3 separate regions of the Mus musculus genome follow, and regions 1 and 3 are each linked to region 2. The links are chromatin contacts, called in public targeted proximity ligation maps. All regions are on one chromosome and are shown on one strand. The core of a region is the stretch at or near the end of the contact, and the rest is flanking DNA. Distances in the headings are between cores, read along the strand shown.

What was found.
Region 1: a targeted proximity ligation map of memory CD8 T cells shows a contact between it and region 2, with 80 read pairs. A contact is called at or near these places in 2 of 484 Hi-C or Micro-C datasets (both in CD4 T cells) and 2 of 130 datasets of targeted methods (CD8 T cells and memory CD8 T cells).
Region 3: a targeted proximity ligation map of memory CD8 T cells shows a contact between it and region 2, with 87 read pairs. A contact is called at or near these places in 28 of 484 Hi-C or Micro-C datasets (the AML12 cell line, the Ba/F3 cell line, CD4 T cells and 14 more), 7 of 130 datasets of targeted methods (CD8 T cells, the NIH/3T3 cell line, epiblast stem cells and 4 more) and 1 of 9 other capture datasets (embryonic stem cells).

What each region holds. Positions count from the first base shown.
Region 1 is chr19:14,350,165-14,354,059 of GRCm38.p6, forward strand. No RefSeq gene overlaps it. Among named protein-coding and RNA genes, the nearest start is that of Gm8630, 84 kb to the right of the region's middle.
Region 2 is chr19:14,693,284-14,696,932 of GRCm38.p6, forward strand. No RefSeq gene overlaps it. Among named protein-coding and RNA genes, the nearest start is that of Tle4, 97 kb to the left of the region's middle.
Region 3 is chr19:14,386,119-14,389,956 of GRCm38.p6, forward strand. No RefSeq gene overlaps it. Among named protein-coding and RNA genes, the nearest start is that of Gm8630, 48 kb to the right of the region's middle.

The DNA of each region.
Region 1 (3,895 bases), core at 392-2,891, 340 kb before region 2:
AGTAAACAAATAAAACTTGTTCTGAGCAAAGTAGAAACATTTTGATATTCCTGTTAGGAGGAAAAGCTTGCTTCTGTACCCACCAAAGTCCAACTTTGGGGACAGCAACATGGGGATCCTGCATCAACACTGGGAAGTTGTATACATCTTAAGACATCTTTTGTGGTCTCTGATGGCTGAAGGGCTCAGTAGATGAGGTGTTGGGGAGAGAGGCGGGGAACAGCACAGAGAGTACACAGGAGAACAGTATATGCTAAGCAGTGAATATTTAAGATCAGACTGCTATGGTCTGAATCCCAACTGAATAATCACAGACCTACATTTAAACTGGATGAACTCAGTTTCTCTGTCTACAGAATAAGGATATGTTTACCCCTCATGTTATTGCTGAGAAATCTAGTAGCTGTAATGAATTAATACTCGTTGTAGGCAGAGACAATCATAGGTGTCCTTGGCATGGTCTCTGGCTTAACTCTGAAGACAAATCTCTCATCCTACAGAGAAACAGTGTCAAAGAAGGCAAATATTTTGCCTGTGGTCACATGTGTAGTAAGAGAGGTTCTGGGGTCAGATTTAAAGCTATCTTTAGTTGAGATGTGTTTCTGGTGGTCTAGTAGCTGAGAATTTCTCGCTCTCTCTCTCTAAATATTGAGAAAGACAGTGAGTTAAGTCACAAACCCTAAAGCTCATTGCTTTAAACACACAGTGCAGAGTTTTCTGGCAGTTTCCAAAGACTGCTATCTCCACTGTTACCTGACTTAAACATCCCCAGTCCTCCAAAAATACAGTCATTCAATTCACCCTTCTCTCTAGCATAAGCTCTGTTTCTGTGAATTTCCTCACTTGGAACAATTCTTATGATGAATCCTATGAGTCTGTCACCTTTGTGTTTGGTTCCTCACATGCAATGTATCTCCGTCATTTTCCCATCTTGTAGATGGTCAAATACCCCATCCCTCTGAGTGGCTAAATAATATCCCATTGTATAGTTATCCCACATCTTAGTTATCTAATCATTTGTTGACAGACACCTGAATCCATTTCATCTTTTTGTGATTATAATCAGTTATGAATTTGCATGATCAAGCTTTAAATAGACTGACATTTTTATGTTTCCTGAGTATATTGTCTAGAGTGACATTTCTGGGTTATATAGTGCTGCATTTTTAGATCTGAAGAGCCCTTCAAAGGTCTCGGCATTATAGATTTGAAGCCTAGCCTGTGATGCTACAGGAGAAAGTGTGGGATGTTGAAGAGCAGGGGCTGGTAAGAGCCCTTGGGTCACTGGGGGCATGTCCTCAAATAGGACTGAGGGACCCACCCAGTCTCTTTCCTTCTTTTTCCCCACACATCCCCTTGCCATTGGCTGGAAAACAATGGGTCAAACCAAACCTGGCCTGAAATATCCAAAGCTCTGGGCAAAGAAAACTTTCCTCTTTATGTTACCTTAGAAAGGCCATTCGGATATAACAACACATCACAATAGGTCTGTTTAATGTCTATGGGGAATATCATTTCTCAAAAGTGCTTTCCACAATGGTGGCAGTAAATTCATGTCTCTATGTGCCATCTGAGTGAGCACCGGTTGCTCCAAACCCTCACCACCACTCAGTTTCCTGTTTACTTTTCAGCTTGTATCACAGGAAACCCCAGTAAGTGTGAAATGGTATCTCGCTGTGGCTTTGATCAGGACTAATGATGTTCAGTATCTTTCTTGAGCTCACATGTATTGCCGTAGAGAAACATGAATCTACATCCTTCAGCATTTTACAATTGGGTTTTGCCTTTATCCTGTGTAATAAGAGTCGTATAGCTGTCTTATTAGACCCTATCAGATATGTGATTTATAAGTGTTTTCTCCCTGCCTCAAGATTCTTTTTCTTCTTTGTGCTGATGTCATTTGATGCCCCAAGGCTTTCATTTTGTCATGTGCTATTTGATCTCTTTTTCAATAGTTTCTTTTACTTTTTGAGTCATCTGCTTTTAAAGTTCTTCTCCTCACAGTACCCAGTTCTTAGGGACAAGATTAGATATGCAAAGTCCTTGCCACTGTATCTGACACAGCATAGGATTTTAATATATTTCAGTTCCTTCTTTCTGTATTCAAGAAGCCAGAAAGAGAATGAGTTTGGATGAGACAAGTGTCTGGACTCTGCATATTCAGAGAAAACCCAAAAGCTAACACAAGTGAGGGGAAGGGGATGGGGCTGTAGGGTGTGAATGTGAGCTAACCAAACACCCAGCAGGACTGAGCTCAACTGGCTAAGTCAATGTGTAGGACTGCGGGGAATATTTGGATGAAGATATGTAAAAGCCAATAGTAGCAGTAGTTGGCTAGCATGAAGGGAACTGGAGATGTATTTATGAATTTGAAATTGAAAATGAATTCTGCAGTTATAACTTGGGCAGTGATGAGGTATTTTTAAAGCCAAATAAAACTGCATCATCTCACCTTCAAAGCCACTGCTGCCTCTCCATTACACTAAAACCAAAACCAACAGCAACACCTCGGGTCTGCACGCTAGACACACCCATGGAAAATTGGACATTGAGTGAGTGGGCAGCAGTGGAAAGCCATGTGGCTCCTGTGTGGGCAGCAGTGGAAAACCATGTGGCTCCTGTGGGTGCAGGTGCACGGGAAAGTATCTTGGGTGACTTCTGACACCTAAACCTGAGACACACTCTATGTTAAGTTGTGGTAGGAGCAGGGATTCTAATATGCTGCCATCTGCAGAGTGACCCTGTGGATGGCTTGGGTGTCTTTCTGACTGTCAATGTGCCAGAGTTCTGAAGCTACCTACTACTCCTTTCTAGAAATATGTATCAATATTTCTTCTGGTTACGCACTAAGAATGGATTCTCTCATCTGCAGCCAAGTACCTTGACCCATGTAATAATCTTCTGCTTACATTTCTATTCCTTCCATAAGAACTAAAAGGAGCGCTTCCTAGTTGTATGTTCTGTTCCAGATATTAACACTGAGGGTGTTAATTAAACCCAATTGATAAATCAGGGATGCAGTTAAACATTCTACCAGGTAGAAGACATCCTTCTCAACAGAGAGAAGGCTGACTCAAAGACATGTTGAGGATAAGAATCCTACTTTGGGTAGCTGTAGTGCAAAATATTGCCTCTTGCGTCATCAGGTGCCCAGAATGAGATCCTGGGACTGTGTGGGTGTTGCTAAGTCACTGTGATAAGGATGGGCGTGTGTCAGAGGCAGTGAGTACTCCAGGAAAATCGCAGCTGAGGAGCTGCTGAGAACATGTGCTGCATTTCAGCGAACTTCACCATTCTTGGGGGCTTTTCTACCCTGGCCCTCTAGTTGTCAGAGACTGGATCTTGTCCCAGCAGCCATATTCCCTGGGTCTTGTCCCAGCAGCCATATTCCCGTCTTCTCTTCTCTTCTCTTCTCTTCTCTTCTCTTCTCTTCTCTTCTCTTCTCTTCTCTTCTCTTCTTCTTGTGTCTTTGTGCACCTTCAAGCTCACACTCTTCATAAAGAATCTCCTTCAGTTGTCTAATTCACTGCTAAATATACATTTAAAAGACCTAAAGTGTATTTTCACATTTCCTTCTTGAACTACAGCACTGCTTCTGTATGTGGCTTTTACAATCCAGTCCCCATGTGGCTCAATGGAACACACTTCACATAATCAACACAGGTCACTCATTAATGAAGGAGCCTGGGCTGTCACTCTCTACCATGGGCCATACTTTCTCCCTATAAAATCTGCTACATAGATGCTGAATATATCTGCTCTTCAACTTTACCCTTGGAATCCTTTCAGCCTCTCAGCCAGTCTTCCTGTCTCCAATGCTGCCTCTTCCATGCTTGTGTGGTATCATGACCAGCTTGACCTTCCTATAAGTTATGTCCTGTCATAGGACTGGCTG
Region 2 (3,649 bases), core at 1,013-3,512:
AGTTTTTCCTAGGAGAAATTGTCAATTGCAGGGCTAAATATAGATCAACCAACCCAATGTCTAAATCATCACAGCCAATGCAAAGCCCATTTGTATAATTATGCTGTCCGCCAACCTGTGAACACAGTCATTTTCAGGTAAATAAATTACTGCTATAATTATATGTTCTTGAGGTCACCTCCTATAAGAGATGGTCAGCACTTAGATTAACTATTCCACAGTGCCCTCAGCCACTGAATGCCAGGTAATGCTGTCAAAGACACATTTAATTAGTTCAGCTCTTCATTTAATTACAGAGTTAGCTTAGAGATGAAGAAGAAAGTAAAACATTCTCAGACCGGGTTCTAGGAGGGAAGGTCTTTCATCTTCAGCCACAGTCTTCCTTTCCATTTTAGTTTTGGCCAAGAAAGAACATTCCTCATACTTTAGTGGATTAATAATCTACCTGAAGATAGGCGGAGCTTTGCCTGTGTATAATTCCACACCGAAGGAAACAACTCTGCATTCTCTAGAGACACATTTTTGGCACTGGTAGATCAATGCTTCTCAAACTATATTTTTTTTATAGTTTGTTTATACTCATGTAGATACAATGACAATTTATTAATTTGTGGATTGATAAAATTTTATATTAGTTCAAAATATGGCATTATTGGGGCTGGATTTTGAAAGATTCCAACCTCTCTTCACACACTATGTAAATAATCCTAGTAGTACCCAACAATAAGTAAATAATATGTGTTTTAACAATATTGTTCTGCCGGGCAGTGGTGGCACACGTCTTTAATCCCAGCACTTGGGAGGCAGAGGCAGGCGGACTTCTGAGTTCGAGGCCAGCCTGGTCTACAAAGTGAGTTCCAGGACAGTCAGGGCTGTACAGAGAAACCCTGTCTCGAAAAACCAAAAACCAAACCAAACCAAACCAAACCAAACCAAACCAAACCCCAATATTGTTCTTTGATTTTAGTATTTCTGTTGTAGATGACTTATTAGTCACAGTTTGCGTCTGGTTCCCTGCATCAGCCAGACTATCTGGCCCTGGGTTATAAGTACTTATGTATGTGTCAACTTAGGCTGAAACTTTTGAAAGCTGATACACAGTTTTCTGCCTTTCTTGTGTCCTGGTAATCCCATGAGCTGAGCTGGTAGAAGCCTTAGGTGGAAGGAGCATTGTTTGCTGAGTCACTGGTGGGGAAGAGCTGCTCTGAGGATGACTCTACATCTAAAAAGAAGGCATGGAGAGCTCGACATTTGTTTATCATAGCACAATCTAGGCATGCTAGCAAATATAGTCTGCTTGTATGGTAATAAACGGATCTGTAATCTGTAACACTAAGTAGCCACCTAAATGGTGGTAATTTGGACCTAATATGTATGAATATTAATTCTTTTAAACAAGAAAATTAGGGTATTTCACACACTTCCTTCAATATAAGGCACTCATTCATTAATTTTTAATGAGAAACATTCATTATTATGAATTCTCTGACAAGACTTTGATTTTTTTCTTTTGGTAAATGATGACCATAATTAAGCTCCTCATAATGAATACAGCAATTTTTAAACAATACAATTTATAAGATGCTTCTCCTCCCGGAGGTTTACTTTTGTTAAGAAAAAGAAATAGAGAATCTGGGACTACATTTCCACATCTGGGTTTATAGTTATGGCTTCATTTACCTTGGCTTTCCACTTATTCATCCGTTCCTTTGATACAAACCCTTTCTGCTCAACACAGGGTTAGTTGGCTTTAAAAAGAAAATTTAACATAGAGCATAGGATACAGGGACACTAGTAATAGAACTTTTTTTCCCTTAAAGGCTTCCTGTTGTTGCCATCTTTGGCTTCAGTTCCTTTGGTAGCTCAAAACTGTATCATTCACTTTTACAGCACACAAATGAATTCATACATATAAACCAGCAATTAATTGAGATAGTCAATCTATTTTTCAGGAGCATTTGATATCAGGGAAAACGGACAAAATTAGACCTATGACACAGCTATATGCTCCACTAGGAGGGTCTCGATGGGTTGTCAGTGGCCCCAGATAGAAGTAGATAGAGGTTACAACAATCCTGTCTGTGGAAGTTTTTTCAGTATCGTGACAAAGTACATGGCAGGGTGAAAGACTTGCATTAGTTTATGCCTTCAAAGTCTTCAGCCTCAGACCTTGCCTCCTTTGATTCTGATCTGTGGTACAACACACGTCAAGAACACATGACAGCGACTAGCTACCTCATGCTACCTTTGCTTCTGCTTTTCATTCATCCACCCTCCCCATCAACCCACATCCTTGCTGCACCCAGGGACGAGGTAGAACATCCAAAGCGTACCCCGTGACTCGCTTCCTGCACTGACTCCGCCTCTCAAAAGTCTTAGAACTGCATAGGATAGTATCATTAGGTGGGAGCCAAACATTCAACACGTGAGCCTATGATAGGCATATCTTATTCAAACCACGGCATTTGCCTACACAAAAATCACTTCTCTGTAGTCTATTTTCAGGTTGTTATGCATCATCTGTAGTGCACAGACAAATAGAAAAAGACAGACCTCAAAGTAAAGAGGCCAATACTGGATTCTCCTGATATCAGCCCACTGTCCTCTTTGGTTCTCTTAAGACAACAGGCCAGATGTCAAATTGCACACTGAGTCTCAGGACAAAAGTCTTCTACAACTCACTGTTTCATTAGGAAATCTTTGGTTCTCTGCACAAACTTCGGCCAGTTGAGTCCTTTCAGTGTTCTGCAATTTAAGATCACTGTCCTTCTTCATCCCATCCTAACCCAAACACTTTTAAAATATTATTCTTATTTTTACATATATGAATGTTTTGCCTGGATGAATGGTTATGCATGACATGAGGGCGTGGTGCCTACAGAGGCCAGAAGAGGAGCACAACTGGTCCCCTGGAACTGGAGTTACTGATCATTATAAGCCTCGTTGTCAGTGCTGGGAATCAAACCCAGGTCCCATGGAAGACCAGCCAGCTTATTCAGTCACCTCGCCAGGGCCCCTGACTTGAAATCTTAAGGGTTTGAGCAGGCTGCATTTCAAGGCATTTCTTTGGAACTTGCGCTCATTCATTCTTCAGCATAATCTATTGTTTATCTCATGGACGAACTATTTCAGAAGTCTCCCACTTTATCTCTCAAACCCCAGCCAGTGCCTTTCCTTTTGGTGTGCTGTCTTTTTGGATAGATGATGTGGAAGGCAATTTCTTTTCTGCGTTGTTCTTGTGGGCATCCTGCAGTAGAATTTGGTGAGATTGCATCAAATTCTTTTGGTGAATATAGTAAAAATTTTTTAACTGAAAAATTTTGTAAGACTATTATTTTATTTGTTTGTTTATTTATTTGTTTGTTTATTTGAGACAAGGTCTCACTGTAGCTACAGCTGTCCTGGAATTCATCATGTAGACCAGGTTGGTTTTGAACTCCTAGAGCTCTTCCTGCTTCTGCCTCCAAAGTTCTGGATTAAAGATGTACACCATCATGCCTAGTTAAGATTGTGATTTTTATAATCTATGTTCAGTGTTATTTATACAAGAAAAAAATAAGGCCCTGATCTCTCCTGTAAAATAAATTGACCATGAATATATTTTGAGTAGAATTATTTTTTCTTTGAATTGACTGCTTAGTTAAAAACA
Region 3 (3,838 bases), core at 628-3,127, 310 kb before region 2:
ATCCAGTACTTTGGAGGCCAGGACAGGAAGAGGATCTAGAGTTGGCCTGATCTCTAGTGTGAGACACTGCCAGGAAAAGGGGAAGGGGCATGGGGAGTTAGGTTAAGAACATCATTCGCTTGCTAACATGCCTGCTGCACAAGCACGAAGAATTGAGTTTTTAGTCCCAAGGCCCGTGTCGATGCCAGACACAGCTGCAAGCACTTGTAATCCCAGCCTGAGGTATGGAGTTGGGGGTGGGGTGGGGAAAGTAGATCCCTGAAGCTTATTGGCCAGCCAGCATAGCCAAATTGATGAGCTCTATATTGAGTGACAGAACATATCTACTAAATAGACAGACTGATGATAGATAGATAGATAGATAGTAGATAGATAGATAGATAGATAGATAGATAGATAGATAGATAGATAGATAGATAGATAGATAGATAAAATAGGGGCTAGAGATATGGCTCAGCAGTTTAGAGCATATACTGCTCTTTCAAAGGACCTGAGTTTGGTTCCAAGTACCCACACCAGGTGGCTCACAATCACCAGTAACTCCAGTTGCAAATTATCCAACCCTTTCTTCATATTCTATGGCTACCTCCACTCATGTGCACATAATTACACAGAAACACAATTAATAATAATAATAATATTTCTAACAATAAAAGAGGAAGACACACAAAGCTATGGTGTCTTATGACCTAGAGATGATATGCACATGAGGTCAACTTATGAGAAATGTAAAGGGTATGGTAAGTTAATGCCAAAGGATCCAATCAGCAAACTGCAGACTCTGGGAAACTGGGTCAACAAACCACTTCCTTCACTTCAAATGAATTTTAAAGAGACGAGAGAAACCGTTGATTAAAAGTGACTTCAAAGACATTTTTGAAAGGTGTCAGTCAATCTTAATGCATTGAGATATCCATGAGGCAACTTAAAATTTGGATACTGATTAAAAATTTAAACATATTTGGGTCCTGACATTTCAGGTGTGCTAATGGCACTGCGGGGCTGAATCTGCCGAAGTGTGGCTGTCTTCCGGGGAAGCATGCTACAGAGCTTAACAGAAGACATGGTGTGAAATGTGAGATTTGCTTCAAAAGACTGTTGGAAAGAAGAATTGAATAGAGAGATAGTTACCAGGTTTGGCTTCTAGAAAGGCCCCAGATGACTCTGCCTCCTGGTGTGCCTTCACTTTTGCTAGGGTGTAGGCAAAAAGAAGCGATCTTTTTCTAGGAATTAGAATATAACAAGGATATAGGGTATTGCCTTTTCCACAATATGGTGTTCTCTTTTGTTTTCTTTCCTAGGACACTTTGAAGAAGCAAGCTGTCATGAAGTGACATAGTGTACAGAGCTGTCCCCAGGAAAGAGATCTAAAGGCACTCTCTGCTAATTCTTTAAGAGGAACCAAGGACTGCCAGGATCTAGTGAGCGATTCGAAACACCTTGAGATGAGTGTAGCTTTGTGAGAGTGGCCAACACCACAGAGAGTAACAACTTTACTCTCACAAGTAGCAAATATTGTATAAGACAAGATTGGCCATAGCTTCATTAGTCTTGGGATTGGGTGCCAAGCACACAAGAGTTCATTTACTATTCTAGCCACTGTGGATGTGTTTGAGATTCTCCCATGACAAAGATTCCTATAAAAGGAATCAGTGAAATCTGCCAATAGCAAGCTTCGGCCCTTCCTGTCCTCCTTCCTTTAAGGAAAGCTTGGCCATTTCCAGATGGATAGAATTCGTTTCCACATCTTTCCAGCTCAGTTTTCCCAAGGCTGCCCCTAAAGCTGCGTCACTCCTGAGTACCGACCCAGTATGAATGAGGAAGCCCAGTACACAGACTTAGAAGGGAAACACTAAAGAGAGAGCTCTCATGTGTTACTTTCACTATCATTTTGGGGAGTGGCAGTGGAACAGATTCAGTAACGGGAGTCATAATAGAGAGGGTACACAAGAAAGGAAGGAGGCAGAGACACTTGGGACTTGCACTAAGAAAATACAGATGATGCAGAACTTGATCATTCGTTTTCCAGACTGTGGATTCATTGCAGACTCTGTTTTTCTTCCTGGTTTTTTTTTTTTTCCCATTCTTTTTTACTATTGACCAATCCCAATTTTTTTAAACTTTCCCTGGCAGAGAACCCTATGACACAGAAGTCAGCTGTTCTTCCCTATCAACATATGTTAGACATGTTAGAGATCATGGATGTCAATAGCAGAGTCTAACCACTGTTAATTAACACAGAGTGAATGGCAAATGCAACTTTGCATTGCTACTGAGCACACAGCTCATCCATGCATCAGGGGTCCAAGTTTATAAGGTCACAGTTTGATAAAATTTAACAAGTGTTTTAGAAGAGCTATAAAATGTTTAATTTTTTTTTAAATCAAACCCACATGTAATTTTCTTATCTTCTTTTGACAGGGATGATTTTAAATTAGCTATTTGCCACTGTGTTCTCATAAAAAAAAAAAGAAAGAAAAGAAAAGAAAAAACGATTATAGGATATGACTCACAGGGGCTTGAGTTATGTAGAAATGCTAGGATGTTGAGTGGCAGCTGTGGCAGCAGCTCATCTCTCAGAGCGGGCCTTCTTTCCCTTGTGGTCCAGCCTACTGTGTGCAAGTAATTCCCCACACGGGCTCCAGGTGGGGCTACCTGGATGTAAATTTGAGTTCTGCCACTAAACCAGGGCAAAAACTCTCAGATAAAAACATTTTCCGTGTTTTCAGGTGCACTGTGTTCACCTACAAGAACATTGGATGATAAGGTAGTTAATTCCTCCTTTTGTTAAAGATCAAAAGAAATACCACATGTAAGTGACTTGACACAGCGCAAAGTCCCTCAGCAAGTAAGAGTGATCTCTCTCCCTATCAGTGCTCTGATTACCAAATTACTCTGAACCAGTACTCCTCAGGCACAGGAATTTGAATTATAGCATACAGGGAGATAAATCTTCCACTCTTTTTAAGCTGGTATTTTGATGTTAAAACTAAAGAAGTCAGAAAGATGTATGTGTGCATATGATTGGCTTCTTTAGGATCTTGATGTCCCCTTTAGTTTCTCAACTGAAAACAGTGGTCCTAAGGAGAGGATTGGCAATTTGAGACATGTTGGAAACATACTGATTGTCATAACTGAGGAGGTGTTATTCATACGCAATAGCTAGAGATCAGAAAGTTTGCTAAGTTCCTACAGTGCACAGGACCTGCGCAACAACAAACAGTTATCCATTAGGAGGCTCAAGAGTATCAAGACTGAGAAACTGTCCTCAGAACAGCCAGGAACAGAATTCTTCCTTTAGCTATCCTGCAGTAGTTTGGGGCAAGCATCTGTTTACCAATAACCAAGTCTACTCTCAAATGTTCTCTATGGAACTGATGATTTCTTAATCAGGATAAGCAAGACTTCAGACAACTTCTCCAAGCCTCTGTCAGCTAGATCAAGGCACGCTAAGGCAGTGGTTCTTAACCTGTGGGTCGCAACAACTTGGGGAGGTCAAATGACCTAACATGGGAGTTACATATCAGATTCATGAATGTCATATTTTACATTATGATTTTTGGAGTAGTAAAATTACAGTTACGAAATAGGAATGAAAATGATTTTATGGTTGCAGGTCACCACAATATGAGGAACTGTTTAATAGCATTAGGGAGGTTGAGAACCATCATGCTAAGAAAAAGGGGGAAAAAAACAGTGTAAGTAAAGAGGCATTGGAAATATTCTATATTTTATAAATACACCTAAATACTCCAGCTTATAATTCCCCATGCCTAGAGCTAGCGCATCTGTGCCCACTTGAGCCAACCCCACTGGATGTCTAAAGTGAGTGGGAGAG